Regions from separate parts of the Mus musculus genome. Here region 2 is linked to region 1. A link is a contact called in public HiChIP or PLAC-seq data. All regions are on one chromosome and are shown on one strand. Each heading gives the region's core, a stretch centred on a gene start, on an enhancer-like site or on the middle of the called end of the contact. The rest is flanking DNA. Distances are from core to core; before and after follow the strand shown.

Region 1 (4,976 bases), core at 679-3,178:
CCTGAAGCCATTAGGCAGTCTGTAGGGGCAGCAATGCTATGTAAATACCCCGTTCCCCTTTGGTTTAAAAGCTGCTCTCATAAAAACCAATCTCTCCCTGATGGTTGTAAAAATAGTAAACTTCCAATGGTGTGCTTAACATGCACACAGCCCCGGATTCAGCCCCCTCCCCCAGTACCTAATTATAGTGATGCAAATGATTGCAATAAACGCTCTTTAATTACCGTTAGCTGTGTTTAGAAACTAAAAGCATTTGGTGTAAAGTTTGCTAGATAACATTTCCTTGAGTGTGCTCTAGGTGAATATGAATAATACTCACCTTGGGTATAACTAATAGAACCAGTTCCAAGACCTGTTTGTTTTTGAAGGAGCCATGCATCCTGCTCAGCATCTGACTGAAAGCTACTGCCATGGTTTGGACATGAAGTATTCTACTAAAGTCTCATGTGTTAGAGGCTGGGCCTCCAAGTGGTTGGTGCTACTTTGAAAGTTTCTAGAAACTTTAGGAAGTGGGAGATAACTGAAGGAAATGGATCACTTGGAAGAGGTCCTCCAGAGTGTTCCCTCTCTCCATCCGCTTCATGCCTGCCATGTGCTCCTGCCTAGAGTGTGGAACCCAGCCACCATGCCCCGAACCCTCTGCAACTGTGAGACAAAGCGGATGTCTTCATCCTTAAGTTGTTCTCTCGGGTATTTTGGTCACAGTTATGGAAAAGTAATGAATACAGAAAAGTGGTAGGGTTGTTACAATGGTAGATCTGGTTTGTGGGGCTGTTGCTATGGTGCATCTGGTTTGTGGAGTATTTGGAGGAGTTTGGAAGTGTCTAGACACACCCTAGACTTTTGCAAGCTCAGCTGTATGGGTGATTCTGGCGGGAACTCAGAAGAGCAAACTGCCTGTGAGACTATAAAGAGTTGAAAACCCAGCCTCTAAGGCCTTTAGATAAGAATATGACTCTTATAAGTAATTGGACTGGCAGGAGCCATTAATTCTACCAGACAGAGAATTTGTTGACATCCTTTCCGTGACCTAAGACTTTGTGGAGAGTTTAGCTTTAAAATGGCAAACACATTAATTTAGCAGAGGAATGTTCAAAATTGTCTAGTATTCAGACCAGCTACCTTTAGCCAAATTCATAGTGAGACTGGTGGCAAAGGCAGAGAGAAAGACTTGAAACACTTGTAGTTTAATCAAAAGTACTTATATAAAATAGGGGCTAAAAACAGCGTGTTTTTCAAAATAATAAGGAAGTCAACTAAGTTTCATCAGAACAATGGGAAAGATGCTGGAGGAGACCTCAATAATTAATCAAATCATACCTATTCCAGGCTCAAGGATATTAAATTAATCTGGAAAACATTCAGTTAAGAAAAGAGAATACTTCAAGGGTACCCTATTCACAAAAGGCTACATATGAAGATGTTTCCCCTCAGCTGCTCAAGCATCCAGAAGTCACTAAAGCCATGGTCCAAATGGACCCTACTCAAGTTGGCATCATCTGAGAACAGAGAACGACCATTCTTGTTGGTCTTCTGCTGAGAGTTCATTTGTGAATCTAAACTGTAGGGCTAGGGTAAATCAACATTAGACTAATTTTCTAGCAAGCACAGAGCCATGGTCTGAACTTAAACACTAGAAAAAGATAGAGGAGTTGTGGAGGAAGGAGGAAGAAAGGAAGGAAAAGAAACGTAAGATCCTCTCTCTTCCTCGTGTCTTGTCGCCTGCCTGACAACAACGAGAATATGATTCTCTTCAGTCCCAAACACAAGCGTGAAGGCACAGACAGGCAGGAGGAAATAGAAGGTAGATAGTTTAACAAAAGGTACTGGTGGCTCACTTCAGGAGGCCACACTACCACAGTGCTTGGTGAGTGAGCCTTTGGGTTTAACCAGGCTCTTGTGCAGCTAGGAAATGCTTCCACTAATGATCAACATTCATACAGAGCTTCTATTCTCAAAATACTTCTGTTTTCACTTCCCTGTTTCACCCATCCAAGAATAGCTTTCTTATTCTTTCCACTAGGTCAAGTGGCAGTTTGTCTTGGACTTTTTCAAAACCATTCCCCTGAATTTGGCCACACACAAATCTCCAAAATCATGACCACTGCGGCTGATTTGTTTATTTAGTCTGTTGTTGCACGAGTAATAGCATCTAAATAGTAAAGTGATTACATGTCCAGCCCACAGTCTATATCTAGATAGCCACTATCTAGATAAACGACAGAGCATTTTCTGCATCCCTGAGGGCCCACTGTGTGCTTTTCCTTCTGTTTATCCCCTAGAACGGCTTCTATGAACATCTTTTAGACATGCTTTTGGTTAGCTTTTATATAAGAGGAGTTATAGACTCATATCTGGCAGGTCTCATCATCATCATCATCATCATCATCACCACCACCACCACCACCACCACCACCATTTCTAGTTGGCAGAGACAATAGAAAAATAAACTCTGCTATACCTTTTACAGATGTAAGTATCATGCACTTCTGCTCATCACCATCACTCTCCTTTGTCCCCTTCCTCTCTCCAAATAGTCTCTTGTCCTCTTTCTCATATACCCATATGTGCTACTAAATGTAGATTCCATATGTGGAAATATGTAATAGTTGTCTTTCCCTGTCCCAATTTGCTCCCTTCTCTCATCATTCTTCCTTGTTTAGCTGTCATTCACAGCCTCTGTAAGGTTTCCTCATCTTGCTGGGGCTGATCATTTCTTTCTGAGTTGTACATTTGTTTGTGCCATTAGGAGATTCAACCCAGTGTCCTGTGCACTCTGGGACAGTGCTAGGAGTGAGCTGAATCTCCAGCTCTTAGTGCATTGAGACTGGCTTACTACTTTGCTCAGGCTGACCTTGAACCCTTGATTCTCTTGCCTCGGCTTCGGGAGGGATAGAATTACCGATACACACCACTACTCTTAAGCCATTTTTTTTAATTAAGGTGTAATGTCCTACTCTGTACATGTATCATAGTTTATTTCCTTCCTGATGGAATTGATTATTTCATCTTTTGGATAAAGCTCTGGCCACAGTATTATACAAATGAGAGGACCTGTGTATTCAGTTCTCTTGAGTACAAGGAGTACAATTGCTAATTCAGGTCCAGTGGTGCAGGCCTGTAATTCCAGCTATCGAGGAGACTGGTACAGGAGGATCCCAAGTTCAAGGCTTGGCCGGGCTACAGAATTCAAGTCTGGGCTGAGCAACTCAGTGAAACTTTGTCTCAAACTAAAAAGAGAAATGAGGGCTGGCAATGTGGCTCCGTGTAGAGTGCTTACCCAGCAAGTCAGAGACTGTGGGTTTGATTTTCAGCATTGGATAGAATTACTGGATGATAAAAGAGAGGCAAGTTTAACTATAGTTGAAGCTAACAGGTAGGTTTCTAAAAACAGAGCATCCCTGCAGCAACAAATACAAATTCTACATCCTTGAGAATATTTGATATGTTAATATTTGCAATTTTAGCCTTTGAGGTTTCTTCAAGCTTCATTTATATTTTCTGAGTTATTTGCAAGCCTGGGTGCCCCCCCTACCTGTTTTACTTATTCTTTTCCCTTCTTGTCTTTTCATTTAACCACGTGAAAAAATTTGCTTCCAAGTTTCCAGTCAAGTCTTTTGCCCATTTTTTTTAAAAGCACTGGACATCCAGGGCTACCCACAGTAACAGAAACAGTTCTTTAAAATTAGTGGTTCTGAGACTTGGGTTATAGCTCAGTTGATGGAGTGTTTGTCTAGCATGCACAAAACTCTGGTTTGATTCTTAGCAATGTATAAACCAGATGTGGTAGTGCATACCTCTGATCCCAGCACTTGGGAGGTAAAGTCAAGAGAGATGGGAAACTGGAAATCATTTTTACTATGTAGTCAGTGGAAAGCCATCCTGGGCTTTGAGGCTGTTAAGGCCTAGGTAAAATGTAAGGCCTACGTAACAGTTAACTTGGCTAACCTGCCATTATGAGGAAACTTTCTCATGTTTCTGCTGTTACTAGGAAGTTTTCTAATGCCACGATGGACTACATATTCCCTTAAATTCTGTGCTCTTGGAAACCAATCATGATACAAGTCAATAGAGTTGTTTTGTATAGTTACCCACAATAAGCTTAGGCTCAAATCAATAACCCGTACTTCCTGTACCCGTGTACAAGCTTTTATAGTATAAGCTGCTCCTGGGATAGACCCCAATGTAAGGGAGGCACCCACACTATTGGGAATAAGACTTCCATTTTGAATAGTGGTCCAGCAAAATTTAAGTTCCCAAGACCTCTCTGGAAACTGACATCGTACTTGGCAGAAAGAGACATGTATGTTAGTAACTGGTATCCTAGTTGGCAAGTTAAGACATGTTCCTAATGAAATCCCCTATCCATAAATCCTGATTGGTGAAATCACTTGGCATAGATGTTGGTGGATTTGGGGCTTTAAAACCCCGTAGGATCTTAACGTGGGGTCATGGTTCAGTTCCTGAACTGGAACATGGCCCTGGCTGGCCAGTCTTGAGGCATATGCTTAGTAAACTATCCCTGCCAGACTGATATTAGTGTTTCTGGGGTTTGTGAGTCAATTCCTGGACCTGAACAGAAGTCTTGTCTCAAAATCAAACAGTGGGTCTGGATCCTATGAACTCCAACTTTCTTCTAGTTGTGTTTTGCAAATAAAAATTTCCTTATAAGCAAATAGGATTGCATGTTAGAAGATAGAGAGACAATTCTGAGGTGTAGTTCATTGTATCCTTATGAGCAAAAGAAGTGAGTCAAGGGAGTTGGAAGGATTGTTTGGTGGGTGGAGCACTCGCCATGCAAGCAAGGGGACCTGAGTTCAGACCCCCAGCACCTGTGAAAATAGTGCCCAAGCATTTGTAGCTGAAATCACAGTCCTCATGGGATGGAGATGAGATCACTGCAGCAGGCTAGCTAGTTAGAGTAGCTGAATGAGTGAGCTCTGGGTTCAAGTAATGGAATACCTCAGTATAGGGAG
Region 2 (4,976 bases), core at 1,634-4,133, 470 kb after region 1:
CCTTGAACTAACAGAGATCTGCATGCCTCTGCCTCCCAAGTGCTGGGATTAAAGGTGTATGCCACCAACATACAGGACAACTTAATATGTTTATAGAATTTTTTACAAGTAAAATTCATTTGAAAGGTTAAATGTTAATAGTGCTTTTCTTTGGAACATTGTGTTACTATTATCAACTAAGTACCAGTATCCAGTAAGCAAAGTCTAGCAGCACAAGATAAACTTGGGGAACACACTTCGAAGCTGGTCAAAAATGGGTAGCTCACTCGGGACACCACTGACTGTCAGGGAAAGCAACGTTTCTTAACATTTCCAACTGCAAACACTGGGGTTGTAGGACTCGGGGAGGCACATTTGTGCCTCTATGCCTGGCTTTTACATCAGTGCTGAGGACTGGACTCAGTTTCTCAGGCTCGCATAGCAAGCACTTTATTCTCAGTGATCTCCCTAGACCCTAAAAAACATATTTTAATAATCCATTAACATCAAGTTTGAGAAGGAATGAAAACAGGGAAAAAAAAACAGAATATTGATAACAGTATTGGTGGAAGTTTAAAATGATATAAAAGAAAGCAGGACATGATGGCTCACACTTGTAATCCTAACACTTGGGAGACAGAGGCAGGTGGATCTCTGAGTTCAAAACCAGTTTTCTTTAAATAGCAAGTTCAAGTCCAGTCAGGGATACAAAGTGAGAATTTGTCCCAGAAAATGGAAAATACATAAGAATAAAAGAACGTTAAAGCAACACAGTGTAAACACAAAGGAGAAGGAGTACAGACCAATGAGCGAGGACCATCCTTGGACCAACTATTTCTCTTTCAGGTAAGCCCCTAGAGAGACACTTTTTTTTTTTTTTTTTTGCTTTTTTTCAAGACAGGGTTTCTCTGTATAGCCCTGGCTGTCCTGGAACTCACTCTGTAGACCAGGCTGGCCTCGAACTCAGAAATCCACCTGTCTCTGCCTCCCAAGTGCTGGGATTAAAGGCATGCACCACCACGCCCGGCTGACACTTTCTTTTTATGTTGTTGGGTTTTTGGGGCTGGGGGTAATGCCCCCTACTGTATAGAAACTTAATTTTCTGTTCTAACTCTGGACTGGACGTGTATCAGGAAGGCTATAACAACAGTCTTAAAGGTACACGTGTACACACACACACACACACACACACACACTTGCAAGCACATTGCAGCTTCTTAGGGTTAAGTATCCACCTAGCCTGTTCAGAGTGACAGCCTCTGAAAGGCACTTGCTCACCTTGCTCTTCTCGGGAGACTAGTGAGCAGCCTGGGTTAACTGGAACTCAGCCAGCTGCCTTGGGAAGGGACGGGTTGAAATCTATTCTGTCTCCTAAGCCTGGCACAATGGTACTGTTATCAAATTCACCCTTGTCTGCGATCATGCCTTAACACTCTCCAGTTACTGAGCTCCCGGGCCATAGAAGGCCACAGCTTCGCTGCCTGCTTACAGGCACTCCTTGCTCCTCAGGTTGAGTAGCCTGAAGTCTTATCCCTTTCAGGATCTGGACCTCAAGGAGGCCAGTGATATAAACCAGTACTGGCGAATCATCTCAGGAAACTAGAGAGACAGCAAGGTCTAACAGGCTTGTTCCATGTAGTATCAGTAACTACTCAGCTCCCCTCTGTCCAGCATATATCTTCTCTACCTTCTTCCTGTCCACGACTTCATCAGTGACCAGGGAATACAAAGCTTATTATGAAGCTCAGCTTGCCTGGAACTCACTACAAGGACCAGGCTGGCTTTGAACTCACTGAGTGCTGGGATTAAAGCTCTGCACCACCACAAGACTTTGCTTCTAAAATGCCACACTGACATAAGATTAAAGAAATATAGGAACAAACGCAGGACCACAAGCATTTGAGCAATTCTTTAGATACCTTTGGATGTCTACAGATTCCCATCGGATTTGTGTGGCAATCAGGATAGGTCAGATAACCCCCAAAACTTGGCAACTTACTCTATGTCACTACGCCAGAAGCTCAATAGAGTTGTTTTCTAAGCTAGTGAAGACACCACCTTTAGTACTGACTCTCAGTGCACCAAGGGTCTCACAGGAGCATCTATACCTGTCATCCCCATATTGACCTATGACAGACCCAAGCAGGTCACACATCTATCTCAAAGACACAACGAAAGGAGTTGAAGAAGTGTTATCCCAGAGCACAGAGGATTAGACCTTAACCGTTCTAAGAGTCTAAGAGTCAGTTCTTGTAGCCATCCATCTCATTCTGTCAGACAGAGAACCCTGAAGGCTCACTGTGTGCCAGCCCTGACTCAGAGAACCCACGTCTGAGGGCTTCCCTCCTGCTCTCTCCCCTGCATCTGCCCTTTCTCCTCTTACAGCAGCAAGCACTCTCCTCTTCTCCAAGGTTATTCTGCAGATTCTTTACTCTCTCTCTCTCCCAGGACACCACCCCTCTTCCGCTACGGTGCCTGTGTGCTTTCAATGAAAAGGTTTGAGACTAAGCCGTTTACTAGCATTTTCTGACCATACATCCGGCAGTTACTAGGTGCCCTATAAACTAACTGTGCTGAATGAGTAAACAGCCTAGCCAGTGAGGAGATGAGCCATTTGGAGGAGCTAAGCCCTATTCTCAGATTTTCTAGAATCTAAGGACGAGCCTGGCCACCGGAGAGTGTCTGTGAAGATACATTTTCCAGGCATTCCCTCAGGAGCCTCACCCCACCGTAGACATGAAAACCTGTCAACAGGAAAATGCAACTGGTTTCAAGCCTGGGAGTGCAGAAGCCAAAGCTCTTGAGCTTTGTTACGCCCCCCTTTTCCTGTGTGGAGGTGGAGGGACAGACCGTGTCGGGGAAGTGTGCTCCACGGAACCACAGACGCAGCCTCTGTGAAAGCCGAGGGAGCCCAGGCAGCACAGAGCACGTGTCTGTCCGACCTCCACACACTGTAGTCCTCGCAGGGTCTAAGGCACCTAGGCCCTTCCCAAACCACAGGTGAAACCGATCACCACTGTCCTGGAGCTGAGCCTGCTCCTGGTACAGGACCTTAGAAAACTGTCCAGAAACAGTGGGCTGACTCCACCAGCAGTGCTCCCAGCCACTCAGGAGGCTGACACAGCATCAGTTCAAGACCAGTCTGGGCAACAAAACCTAGTCTTAAAAGGACTGACATACATGGTTCTGCAATCGAGCCCTTCCTATCCCAGCACCCAGGAGGTTCTAAAGTTGACTCCCATCCTTGACAATTCCAGGGGATCCAACACACTCTTCTGACCTCCAGTCACCAGGCACAAATATGGGGCACATACACTCATTCAGGCAAAACACCCATACTCATTAAAAAAAATTCTTAAAACATCTGTTTTCATTAAAATGTCAAGCCCTTCATCAGAGAAGATACTATACTGCTCTTGTGCCCGGCAATATAATTTTTCACCATCAGGATTAAGGAGAAATCAAACTTCTAAGGGGAGCTTCATGGCTGTATGTGAACACAGAGTGCACGTCCCTCTCTCCAGCCCCTTTCTTTCTATTGGTATTCAGTGAGCACAAAAGACTGGGGAAGTCAGGTATGGTACCCACTCACATCTAACCCCGGCACTTAGTGAGGCACAGAAAGGAGCGCTGCTGCAAGGCTGAGGCCACGCAGGCCCACATATGGAGAGCATCCCCAAAATAAAAGGGGCTTGAAAACCCACCATGTCCAAAGCGGCTGCCCTCTGAGACATGAAGCCAAGACAAGGATCCGCCTCCACAGGATTGGGCATCTGCAGAAGAACACGTTCAGAGTCTCCTAGAGCGGAGCCAAGGAAACATGGCGCTGCACTGGAAAGCAAGAGACTAGCAGCTCCTGCAGGCAGCAGAGCCAGGAGTTGGGCTGGAAGGGGAGAGCTCCAAGGTTCCGGGAACTAACCAGTCCTTAGAAATACCTCTCAGAATTCTTCCAAAATAGATTAAAAACAAAAACAAAGCCCAAAAGAATTCACACCAAACCGGTCTCTCTCACACACACACACACACACACACACACACACATCTCTCTCTCTCTCTCTCTCTCTCTCTCTCTCTCACACACACACACACACACACACACACACACCATAAAGAACAGCTCTTAAAGTCAGTCAGGAGAAAGAAACAAGTGTGTATCAGGGGAGGACTGAGAACTGATCATCACTAGCAGTGAAACAGAAGCCTGCAAGAAAGCCAGAAAAATGACGATGTCACCAGAGAAGAATGTGAGAAACACATTATAAATCGTATCATAGTTCACAGTATCCTCCATGATGTCTGCACTATACTTTCCACAGGGTGGCCATAAGCCATAGATGGAGATTCATTAACTGAACTATGACTGACTCCACTGAAGGACCCATTCATTCATTCATTGGATTTTATGGCACTAGGGATTGATCCAAGTAAGAGAAACAGAAGGAAATGTGTGTGCGTTGTTGAACAGGACTATGGGAAATTGACACTGCTTTCTAACAGCCATTAAAAAAAAATAACCAGGCATAAAGTAAGTTAGGGGGCAAAAAAACCTACCATCACTTCGGTTTGTACATAAAGGAGGGAAGAATTACCAAACTGAGACTTAGATATCTAATTTCAAATTTAGTTAAAAAAATAAAAATAAAAATCTAGCTGGGCGTGGTGGCACACGCCTTTAATCCCAGCACTCGGGAGGCAGGAGCAGGCGGATTTCTGAGTTCCAGGCCAGCCTGGTCTACAGAGTGAGTTCCAGGACAGCCAGGGCTACACAGAGAATCCCTGTCTCAAAAAACCAAACAAAGAAAAACAAAACAAAACAAAACAAATCTAGATTACTAGGAATACAGCTCATTTGGTAATGTTTGCCTACCACACAGGAAGGCCCAGCTCAATCTCCAGCAGCACACAGAACCAAGTTACAGCCTGTAGCTGGAGCAACACATCCATGCCACTCTTTCACACACACACACAGGTGTGTGTGTGTGTGTGTGTGTGTGTGT

Evidence for each region. HiChIP or PLAC-seq counts read pairs in DNA pulled down with a chosen protein or histone mark.
Region 2: a contact with region 1 is called in an H3K4me3 HiChIP or PLAC-seq map of bone marrow-derived macrophages, with 3 times the contacts expected there. The contact joins two enhancer-like sites. A contact is called at or near these places in 4 of 39 promoter capture datasets (the C10 cell line, cranial neural crest and pre-B cells) and 1 of 115 datasets of contacts at active chromatin or transcription factors (bone marrow-derived macrophages).

What each region holds. Positions count from the first base shown.
Region 1 is chr9:74,933,548-74,938,523 of GRCm38.p6, forward strand. No RefSeq gene overlaps it. Among named protein-coding and RNA genes, the nearest start is that of Fam214a, 17 kb to the right of the region's middle. Within about 2 kb of position 1,929, at least 31 of the 459 cell types and tissues checked have an H3K27ac peak or open chromatin away from gene starts, as enhancers often do. A contact at or near this core is called in bone marrow-derived macrophages, where this site is marked.
Region 2 is chr9:75,399,483-75,404,458 of GRCm38.p6, forward strand. The region is part of intron 1 of Mapk6 (mitogen-activated protein kinase 6); the gene reads right to left. Among named protein-coding and RNA genes, the nearest start is that of Mapk6, 8.0 kb to the right of the region's middle. Within about 2 kb of position 2,884, at least 124 of the 459 cell types and tissues checked have an H3K27ac peak or open chromatin away from gene starts, as enhancers often do. A contact at or near this core is called in bone marrow-derived macrophages, where this site is marked.